Linked DNA regions of Mus musculus: region 1 is linked to region 2. A link is a contact called in public HiCAR-type data. All regions are on one chromosome and are shown on one strand. Each heading gives the region's core, a stretch centred on a gene start, on an enhancer-like site or on the middle of the called end of the contact. The rest is flanking DNA. Distances are from core to core; before and after follow the strand shown.

Region 1 (4,938 bases), core at 2,216-4,715, 1.1 Mb after region 2:
CTCAGGACCTCTGGTAGAGCAGCCAGTGCTCTTAACTGCTGAGCCGTTTCTCCATTTGTACGTTATTTTCAAAATTACATTTTTTTTTTTTTCCTGAGACAGGGTTTGTCTGTGTATCTGGCTGTCCTGGAACTCACTCTGTAGACCAGGCTGGCCTTGAACTCAGAAATCCACCTCCCCTGCCTCCCAAGTGCTGGGATTAATGGTGTGTGCCACCACTTCCTGGCTTCAAAATTACATTTTTAGTTTATTATTTTGTGACCCTTTTAAGCCTCATAGCTTATCACACCTGCCCCTCCCCCTTACTCCTTATTTAAGTGCCTGCTCTGAATAAGCACTGCTGCCTCATTGTAAAAAGCCCCACTCTTCACTGTTTTACCATTATGTAGTTCCTCACTGGTGTCTACTGTCTCAGGTCAAAGGTTAGTTCCCTTCAGGTAACAGATACCAGAGCAGCTCCAAACTTGGGCGTGGTCTGGGTCATATGCAGCTTCCCACCTTGTAGGTCTGAGATGGAGAATTTTGTATTTCTAATGGGCTCTGGAGCTCACAGCTGCTTAGAGCAGTTGATCAACAAGGTCCAAAAGCCCTGGTATCCCAACTTTCCTAATGGGGCACCTGCTTCCCCCACCTACATTTTATCTAGACTTTTAAAACCTAAAGAAAATGAAAGTGAACACTGAAGGGGCCAGTTCCCGACGTGCTATCTCAGACGAGCACTAACTTACCTACTGTGTCCTGTGTCCCTGGGTGCCTCTTTTAGGCTTCAGTTGTGATCTGGTCTCCAGTGTTAATTTAGTCTGAGTAGTCCAGTGAAGACGGTTTTTAGAACATGGCTTTTAGGGCATTTTGAACTTGTTATTTATTACTAACCTCCCTGTGCCCTCAGATGGTGTTGACCATCAGTTTTTAGCACCACTGTTGATCTAGGTGCTCTCTGCTGGCTGGAGTCAGTGTGGAGGCTGCGTGCTGAGGAAGGGCCGGCAGGGTGGAGTGCTCTCAGGCCCATCATGGTGGTTTGCTTTGTTCACAGGTGTGAAGCTTACACTGTCTGCTCTGGTAGACGGGAAGAGCTTTAATGCTGGAGGCCACAAACTTGGGCTTGCCTTGGAATTGGAGGCTTAATCCAGTTAAAAGAAACCTCTGGGAACGAATATCAGAAGATTTGGCCTTAATATATTTCCATGCGACCAGCAGGCTCCCCTTCCTTCCCCCAGAAGGTGATCACATCAAAGGATGATGAAGCAAGAGCTGTATTTTAAATATTTAGACAGTCACTGTTGGCTGGTTCCTAGTTGGATGGTTATCAGTGCTGCCGTGGTGCGGCCCCCTATACATTATTTAAATGTATTTAACTGTTAAATGTGCTACCCACCAATGATGAAATAGACGTTTATGAAAACCGTGCCATGGTGTGCATGTTTGTTTTATGTTCCTTTTAACATTGACTATTGTACTGAATGAGATGGATCAGTGGCTGTTTTAAGATGAGGTAAAAGATTTTTTTTTGTTATATTCACCCATCATTAGAATTACTTTGGTAACCCCAAACATGACAAATTATGAATAAAACAAGTGTACATAACTAATGGCTCACGTATGTGCAGTTACAGATTGCCAGCCTAGGGTCTAATCTTCTTGGCAAATACTTTTTTCTGGTGAGCATTTTGCTCTTTACCTAAACCTGTGCAACCAAATTCCTTGTGTCCCTAGCATAATCCACGAGGTCTTTGAGATTACAATAAAATACAAGGATACATACTTTAATACTCTGCAGTTTCTAAGTTTGTGCAAAGTTAGAGTGAATCACTGTTAACCCATGGATGATGAAGGGAGATGCAGGGGTGGTGCTGAGTGGCTAAATAGGCATGCATCCCCTTCCTTCTGAGCCACGCTACAGAAAGTGGAGCCTGGGTAGATGGAAGCAACAGGCCAAGAGAGGAGAAAGTGGGCACCATTCTCTTCTATTGACAGCGTTGAAAAGCTGAGCTGGGGTCTGGACCAGGCAGCCCCCTTCGCCATCACCTGGGTGATATGTATTACCTAGTGATCCTGGTTGGAAAAGTAGGACCGTGCCAGCTTCCCTGGGGAGGTGGTGTGTCACAGGTGAGAGGTGAGTGTCACTTCTGAGGTGTAGTTTAAACTTGAGAGGACAGCTAAGAAAATGGGTACTTTGGGACTTACCCAATAGAAATGGTGCATGTTACTGCCCTGTGACCCTCAGCTAACAAGTGTTCTTCATGCTGGCTCTGCTGAGCGAGTGGACTCATGTGGGCTACCAGTGCATCAAAGGCACTTCAAAATGGATTGGACCAGGTCCCCTGTGTGCACCTCAGTATGTACTTGTGACTTGTGAAGAAGGGGTAGGGCACAGCTAGTCCCCAGAGGGTTGGTGGTGTGTGGCAGGGACTCAGTTGTGGGCTCACACATCTGTACTTGTAGCAGCTGCTAAGTGCACATCACTTGGGCCTTTCTTACCCCAGAGTGGCAAACCTGTGGTGTCCCAGAAACTGTCCTTTCTGCCTCAGTACAAAGAACTTTACCTTTCTTCTAGAGCAGCAAAGCACCAGGCCTCAGGTCAATAAAGGTTGGCTCCTTATAGTGTCCCCCAAAAGGACAGTGCTGCAAAAGCTTCAAGTTCCTGAGGTTTCTTGAATGAGGTTGGCTTCCCACTCTGTCTGCTTTGCACCTTGGCCATCAGTCTCCTCCCTTAGGACTTAAGGGGATGAGGGAGCAGATAGAAATGCCAGCCAACCTTAGGTCCTGTAGTCTGGGCTTCCACTGCACACAAGTTAGGCTGGGGAGGCTTCAGCCCTGTGAAAACATGAGTAGACTGCCAGCTATAAAAGGCCCTATCTCGACATCTCTGTGGCATGTGGCTGGGAGGCCAGAGACAGATAGGGTCTTCCCTTATATCCAAGCCTGTTGGAACTCTACTCAGTGAGTACAGCTAGGACAATTTATTAAAACTATGCGGTCAGATAAGGCCACAAGCCTTGGTGCCAGGGAGACCTGCAGGGAGGGAACCCTCCACCAAGTGAACGCTGGAAGAGGATGCTCAGAAGGTCGCGTGTCCAGTACCTTTATTGTCAGGTTTAAAAGTCAGGTCACTGGCTGGGGGTCTTAGGTTCTCACACCCAGGCCCTAAGCTTCGTGTTAACCCTAGATCTTAAAGGCCAAGGAGAGGCCATCATCCAGGGGCAGGAGGCTGATGTAGACCCTGGCGTCCCTCAGGATGCGTTCGTTCAGGTTCCGCACACATTCAACAGTCTTGTTCCTGGGCTGAGGCTGCAGCACTTCTCCGCGCCACAGGACCTACAGATGGAGGGGCGGGGCCGTCGGAAGTGGGGGGTAGCCGACCCAGAGCTTTAGCCAGGAGGGGCGGGACCTATGATACTCTGGGTGGGCTTTGGGGCGGGGCTGGGGGGTGGGGTGGGAAGAGCTGAGAAGAGTGGGTACCCAGCCACAAGAAGCAGCAGTTTTGCCTTAGCTAGTCCTTACTCTGAGTACAGCGAGCACGCCTCCGGGACGTAGGAGCTGCAGACAGCGCTCGTAGTAGGCGGTACAGTTCTCTTTGTCCGCGTCCACCACGGCTATGTCGAAGGTTCCGGCCTCGCCCGCCGCTAGGAGCTCATCTTAACAGGGACAGAGGGCATGTGCCGCTGGCTGAGCTAGGGTCTCAGCGGGCTGCTCAGGGTCGCCAGTTTTGTTCCCCGGGGTTGGACAGTGCTGTCTGGGTCCCTCCCGCACTGGTGCTCACCCAATGTCTGCAGGGCGGGCTGCAGCCGAAGGTCGATCTTCTGCTCCACTTCTGCCTGCGGAAGGAGGCCGGTCAGGCCGGCACGCCCCCGAGCCGGAGCCCGAACGGCCGCAGGTGTGGGGCTCTCACCTGCTTCCACATGGGCCGTCCCAGCTTCGGGGGCTCTGCGTCAACCTCGCAGGTCACCACGCGGCCAGCCTCCGGAAGCGCCAAGGCTAGGGCCAGGGCCGAGTAGCCCGTGAAAGTACCTGTGGAAGGGGACACTGTCAAGCTCAGTTCAGGGTGCAGGGCTGCCCTGTGACCCTGGTTTCCAGAGACCATGGCTGCGTGTTCCTACCCAGATCCAGAGCTTTCTTGGCCTTAATGAGCCGCGCCAGGTTGGCCAGAAGCTGGGCCTGTTCACAGGTCATCATGGAATCCCCCTGCGGCTGCTCCAGGGTCAGCTGTGTGGGGAGAGGGAGGTGCCATTCATACCAGTCACCCCCCCCACCTCCCCCCTGAGGTTTTGAATCATTCAGGGGCTCGGTGGCGGGTGTGGCCTAGAGGGGACAGGTCTCAGGGAACCCGGAAGCCCAGAGAGGGTTTCTGCCTAGCTCAAGGTCACACAGCCACGTGAGGTCCACCACGCTGGAAGTGGGGAGCCGGTTCTCGGTCCCAGTCCTACTGACCAGTCGCAGGCTCCGCAGCGCCGGGTGCTCTCTCATGGAGCGGCTCAGCAGATACTGCCACAGGGGATTGTCCTCAGGTGGCAGCAGGCGCTCTTGCCGCCTGGACCCCCATGGAGGCCACCGTTTCCCTGCCGGGGAGAGGGTGCCGAGTCAGGGCCTGCATTTCTGACCGGGTTCTCCGGCTCTTCTCCGCGCCCTCCTCCCATTCCCCGGACTGCAGCAGCCCAGCCCAGCTCACCCAGCAAGAGACCAGTAGCGAAGGCGGCGCCCAGCGCGGCCGAGCCCAGGGCCAGTGCGGCTGGGATAGATAGCCGAGGGACGGGCTGAGCCATGGTGCAGGTTAGCAGCGGCGGCGGAGGTCACGTGTGCTGGAGTAGCGAGGATGGGACTGGGACCAGTAAGCCGACAGGGCTCCACCTTGTCCGGGCCCTGCCCACAGAGCCGCGTCCTCGGGCACCATCTGGTGACACATGGCCGTATTGCAAGGTCAGGCTGAGAACATCTCGCCAC
Region 2 (5,093 bases), core at 457-2,956:
GCAAGTGCTGTGCCAACTGAGCTCCGTTCCCAGCCCAGGTGACGTATTTTATGAGAAGACTTTACTGAATCCCCACTTTAGCTGTATCAGACAACTGTGTATGACATCCCCACCAAAGGGAGAGGAGACAGGCTTTAAAAAAAGTTCAAAGTCACACTACGTAGCAGAACTTGAAGCCACAAACTTGGCAAACTAACATCAAGATCCTTCCTATCACAGAAGGACATTTTGTCTATCCTCTTAGGTGAAGAAGTTCCATTCTGTCCCTGCCAGCTCTGGCCATTCTAATTGGTTAACATATTCATTAGCTGACTACCCTGAAGCAGACACTGTTGTCTATACAGCTGTGAAGAGAAGAAGCCAGGTCCTGCCACTAGGGAGCACACCCATGGAGAAGCAGACAGGCTCTAACTAACAATTATGCAAATATGTAACTAGTTACATTAATGGTACTACGGCCACATGGAATGTCATCAGACACCCAGCCATTTCATAGTTAAGTACAAGGCACAAAGGCCAGGATGACCAAACCAAGTCTAGGAGAAACATAAATCGCAACTGGAGGTCAGCAATAAACCTAATCACTATAAAATCAGTGGGGCAAGGACAGCCCTACACAGGCTTTACTCAACATTTTATACTCTCATGGACCAACAAATCTACGACCCAAATTCTGTGAGTGGCTATTTCCAGTTCCTCAAAAACACCAACAATAAGCCATATTTACTTTAAAAGTCTTTCTCAAAACAAAAACAATACTGAAAAAGCATCTGTTAAAAATGTCTATAACTAGGACTAGAAAAAGATGGCTCAGCAGTTAAGAGTGCCTACCTACTGCTCTTGCCGAGGACCCAGGTTTGGTTCTCACACCCACCCTGGGCAGCTCACAACTGCCTGAAACTCAGCTCACAACTGCCTGAAACTCCGTCTCGGGGTATCCAATACCTCAAGCCTTGGAGGACACCTGCATTCGCACCGCCCATGAATGCACATAAATACAAATTTAAAATTAAAGTAAGGAATGCCTTTCAAATGTCCGCAATAATAACCCTGCAGGAGTGAGCTGTTACTCAGAGATCTCAGTCTGTCCCGCAGCTGTGGCGGGTCTCAGCCTTCCTTCCCAACATGGAGGAAAGATTAAGGAACGCTCAGTCACAATGTTTCCTTTTGCTTAGCAATTGCTTTTGCTACATTTACTATCAGTTGAACCGGTCCTGGGCCCAAGGTTTACTGTGGGCAGACTTGAATAATTTAACAGGGGAGCTGGGGCAAGGGTGGAGGAGCTGAGATTCAAAATCTCTGCTTGTGTGTTTGTGTTTCTGCTCTCCATCTCCCAGTATATCCCTTTCAGAAGAACCCTCTGCTGACTCCACAAGAAGGGACACAAAGGACAAAGCAGACAGACACAATAGGGTTAAATAATCTGCTAGAGTGACTGACAGCTTCTAAATAGGAAGCCAAAATCCAAGCCCAGTGACCCTGACCAGAAGTCACAAACTGATGGACCACAGATCAAAGCATGAACATCACCTGGAGACCTTGAAGCTGGAAGAAATCTCAGCCTCCCCTCCCCCTCCCCACCAAGACCTACTGAATCAGGATCTGAATTTTGACACGATCCCTGGCTGCTTCATAAGCACATAAAAGTTTGAGAAGTGCTGCTTTAAACCACAAACGCTAGGCTGTGATGGAAACTGCTGGGGCAGCTCAGCACGGAAGAAGACAGTCTATTCATTAGAGGAATTCAGAACAGAGAGCAAGCAGATCACAGGCAGCACGCACTCCATTCAGACTTCAGACTATCGCACTAGCCCGCTCCTCCACATAACTCCTAAAGCCAGCCACTCTCCCAGCCTCTCTGAGTTCAACAGTGTACCCTACACCCAAACAGCCATGGTTTGCTTGCTTTTAATTGATTCTATTTTTTAATAGCAGTGTTGGGTTCACAGCAAAGCTGAGCAGAAGGTTCATATACCTCTGACTCCCATGCACAGATTCTTCACTATGAACAATGACACATCATTACCCAGAACCCACAGTTTTAACATTAGGGTTCACTCTTCCAGCAGGTTCTAACTCAGCACAGAATATGTACTAGGGGGAAAACTGGGATCGCCTGGCTCCTTGCACCAAATGCTCATGAATTTCAACGCTACTAAGTCTGAAAACAGCCAGAGGCTGAAGATCTGATCTCTGCTCTCGGCCCTTTAAATTGTGCAACTACTGGGTAAGATGCATGTTCCTTTGCATGGAGTTTAAAAGGCCAGAACTAAACGGTCTGAGGACTGGGGACACAGCAGTGGAGAGAGGAACAGTGAATTAAGGGCACAGTCTCCTCTCAGCCACAAGCCAGGTTCTGATCCATGGCAACCCATGCCTCCCGGACCGAGAGCTCAGCCACATCTCCAGGAGTCTTGGTTTCCACCAGGAGCCAGAGGGTCCAGCCAGACAACACCCCCAGAATACAGTCCTGGCTGGCCCTTCTTTCTGCTCTCTTAACCCTGGAATTGGTCTTCAGACCAACACATGCCTCAGGACACACGAGCAGCCATAAAACGGAGGGATACAAGCTGGGCGTGGTGGCGCATGCCTTTAATCCCAGCACTCGGGAGGCAGAGGCAGGCGGATTTCTGAGTCCGAGGCCAGCCTGGTCTACAAAGTGAGTTCCAGGACAGCCAGGGCTATAAAGAGAAACCCTGCCTCGAAAAACAAAACAAAACAAAACAAAACAAAACAAACAAACAAAAAAATCGAGGGCTACTTTCTGGTACTCTGAAAAGTCACCAAAGTGACTTTACCATGCTTTTCCTGGGTGTCAATAGTTTAGACACAGGGACTGTTGGCTCCTCTCTCTGCCTTTATTCTGAGCTAACTGCAGAGGGGGAAAAGGTATTAAACCACACAAAGTGAGAGGTCATGGATGATATAAACATATTGCTATAAATAATAAAAGGAAGGCTAGCTATGTTTTAGGTTAGGTCCTTGTCACCCGACTTCTCAGTTGTCATTCTTAAATCCTCACCTTCTCATGGTCCACTCAACACGCCCCAGAAGCAGCAGAGCAGAGCCTCCTCGCTCACTGCCCCCAGCCCCTCTGTCCTCCACACAATTGATCATTCTTACCGAGCTGATCACAAGAAACACAAAGGAAGCTATGCCCGAGCTAGTAGGTAGCTAGTGGGTAGCCTTATTGGGTTTTGGTTCTGTTCTGTTTTGAGACGAGGTCTTACTCCATAGCTCTGCAGGCCTGGAGCTCATTATCTTATGGATCTATAACACCCTACTTGCCTCTGCCCCCTAAGTACTGGGATTAAAGGTGCATGCTACCTTTCCCAGTGGTGGGCAGTATGTAACTTTAGAGGCGAGCCTCTCACCTCAGCGTGTGAAATCTCATTTTTAAATATTTGTGAGTAATAAAAATACCATTTATGGGCTGGCGAGATGGCTCAGTGGGTAAGAGCACTGAGTGCTCTTCCAAAGGTCCTGAGTTCAAATCCCAGCAACCACATGGTGGCTCACAACCACTCGTAATGAGAGCTGACACCCTCTTCTGGGGTGTCTGAAGACAGCTACAGTGTACTTAGATATAATAAATAAATCTTTGGGTGGAGTGAGCGGGGCCAACAGGAGCCAGCGGGGTTGACCAGAGCGAGCAGAGGTCCTAAAATTCAGTTCCCAACAACCACATGAAGGCTCACATCTACACTGTACTCATATACAGAAAATACATAAATAAATCTTTAAAAAAATACCATTTATGTCACTGAACTAGCCAAATGTTGTGACTGTTTTTCTAGCATTTCTCTCTGTTGCCCTCTATCAATGGCAGCACACTGGTCCCTGCTGTGTTTTCCAAGTGAAAGTCTAACCTCGAAGGCTAAGCAGGAGCTCCTGCAGCTCGTGGGCCAGCACAGCCTCCCTGGCTAAGACGAAACGCATTGCAGCAAGTGAAGTGGAGCACTGGCTATGCCAGTCAGCTTCGGGTGTAATCCAAGTTGCTGATTGTGATCTATAAAACCTTGTATGGCTGGAGTTCTAGTTACCTCAGGGCTGCTCTTCTCAGCTCTTACGGGCTGGAGCTCACCCTCCGCTCTTCCACATAAAGGCTCACACTGAGTCCTGAGAACCGGGAAGCCAGAGGTTAGGTAGCTCTAGAGGAGCATCAAGCTTCTTCAGAGATTCTCCTCTCAGCCCTAGCCACCAAGAGCTAAGCAGGCAACCTCCGGGCACTGAGGGAGCCCTGATACTCAGGCCATGCCTGAGGAGAACACGTGCTATCTTTTGTGATGATTCCGGGATTTCAGGAAAGCCTAGGAGATGCTCCCCGCCTCAAGTCAACACTGGGATTTCTCCTCAAACACTGCAGTCAGTCCAGATTCTGTCCCTTCTGTAAGGAGCCACAGAACAGGGCCAACACTTTTGGCAAAGACTATTTCAGCTGAACAATGTAAAACTGAGCCAGAGTGGGCTATGGTAGGCGAGTCTCCTCAGGCTTTAGAACAACCAACAATGTGCTCTTGTACCCCGGCCGGGCAGGGTGGGAGCGGGGAGAGATCCTCTCAAGTTTTCCTCCTTCCTCATCTGAGCAGCCCTTGCCATTCCTTCTCCAAAGAAGCCAAGCAGGCGGGCAGTGTGCTTCCCTGGCTCTGTGGAACACAAACAGGAGCGCCATGGAAACCCCCAGAGAGTGCAGGACACTTCGAGACGGACAAAACTCTTTTAGGTTCAGGAACAAAATCCTGAGCCTTTCATGAAGGCTATGGATGACTCTGGGAGGGATGCTGGCAGACTGGTAGCCGGAACCTCACACGCTGAGGACTTTGAATGTCAGCCCAAAGACAGAAGGAGAAAGAGAGTCTGAAACATTCAAAAACCTCACACCCCATCCCTGAGATGGCACTATAGCCAAGGAAGCAGCCAGGTCTCTAAACAGAGCCTTAGAATCCTGACACATGGCCACTATCCTACTCAGGCAAATAAGATACCAGGTGAAGTTCCATGACCAGAGGTAACTCCACAAACACAAAGGCTACCTCAGCCCTCCCTGCCTTCTATGAAATGCTCAGACTCCACCGGACACTCACCAATGTTTG

Evidence for each region. HiCAR-type assays count read pairs that join an accessible place to other places.
Region 1: a HiCAR-type map of astrocytes shows a contact between it and region 2, with 2.4 times the contacts expected there. The contact joins the promoter of A430057M04Rik here to the enhancer-like site in region 2. A contact is called at or near these places in 2 of 39 promoter capture datasets (hippocampal neurons and pre-B cells) and 2 of 115 datasets of contacts at active chromatin or transcription factors (astrocytes and trophoblast stem cells).

Annotation. Positions count from the first base shown.
Region 1 is chr14:21,844,113-21,849,050 of GRCm38.p6, forward strand. It overlaps A430057M04Rik (RIKEN cDNA A430057M04 gene), which reads left to right and starts at 3,466. Exons shown (of 3, transcript NM_176925.3): 1 at 3,466-4,938. The coding sequence starts at 4,759. It overlaps Comtd1 (catechol-O-methyltransferase domain containing 1), which reads right to left and starts at 4,798. Exons shown (of 7, transcript NM_026965.2): 1 at 4,667-4,798; 2 at 4,429-4,556; 3 at 4,098-4,203; 4 at 3,890-4,008; 5 at 3,761-3,815; 6 at 3,502-3,635; 7 at 1,749-3,315. The coding sequence starts at 4,760. The coding sequence ends at 3,163. It overlaps Vdac2 (voltage-dependent anion channel 2), which reads left to right. Exons shown (of 10, transcript NM_011695.2): 10 at 1,034-1,767. The coding sequence ends at 1,125.
Region 2 is chr14:20,774,120-20,779,212 of GRCm38.p6, forward strand. It overlaps Camk2g (calcium/calmodulin-dependent protein kinase II gamma), which reads right to left. Exons shown (of 21, transcript NM_001360186.1): 3 at 5,085-5,093. Among named protein-coding and RNA genes, the nearest start is that of Camk2g, 17 kb to the right of the region's middle. Within about 2 kb of position 1,707, at least 33 of the 459 cell types and tissues checked have an H3K27ac peak or open chromatin away from gene starts, as enhancers often do. A contact at or near this core is called in astrocytes, where this site is marked.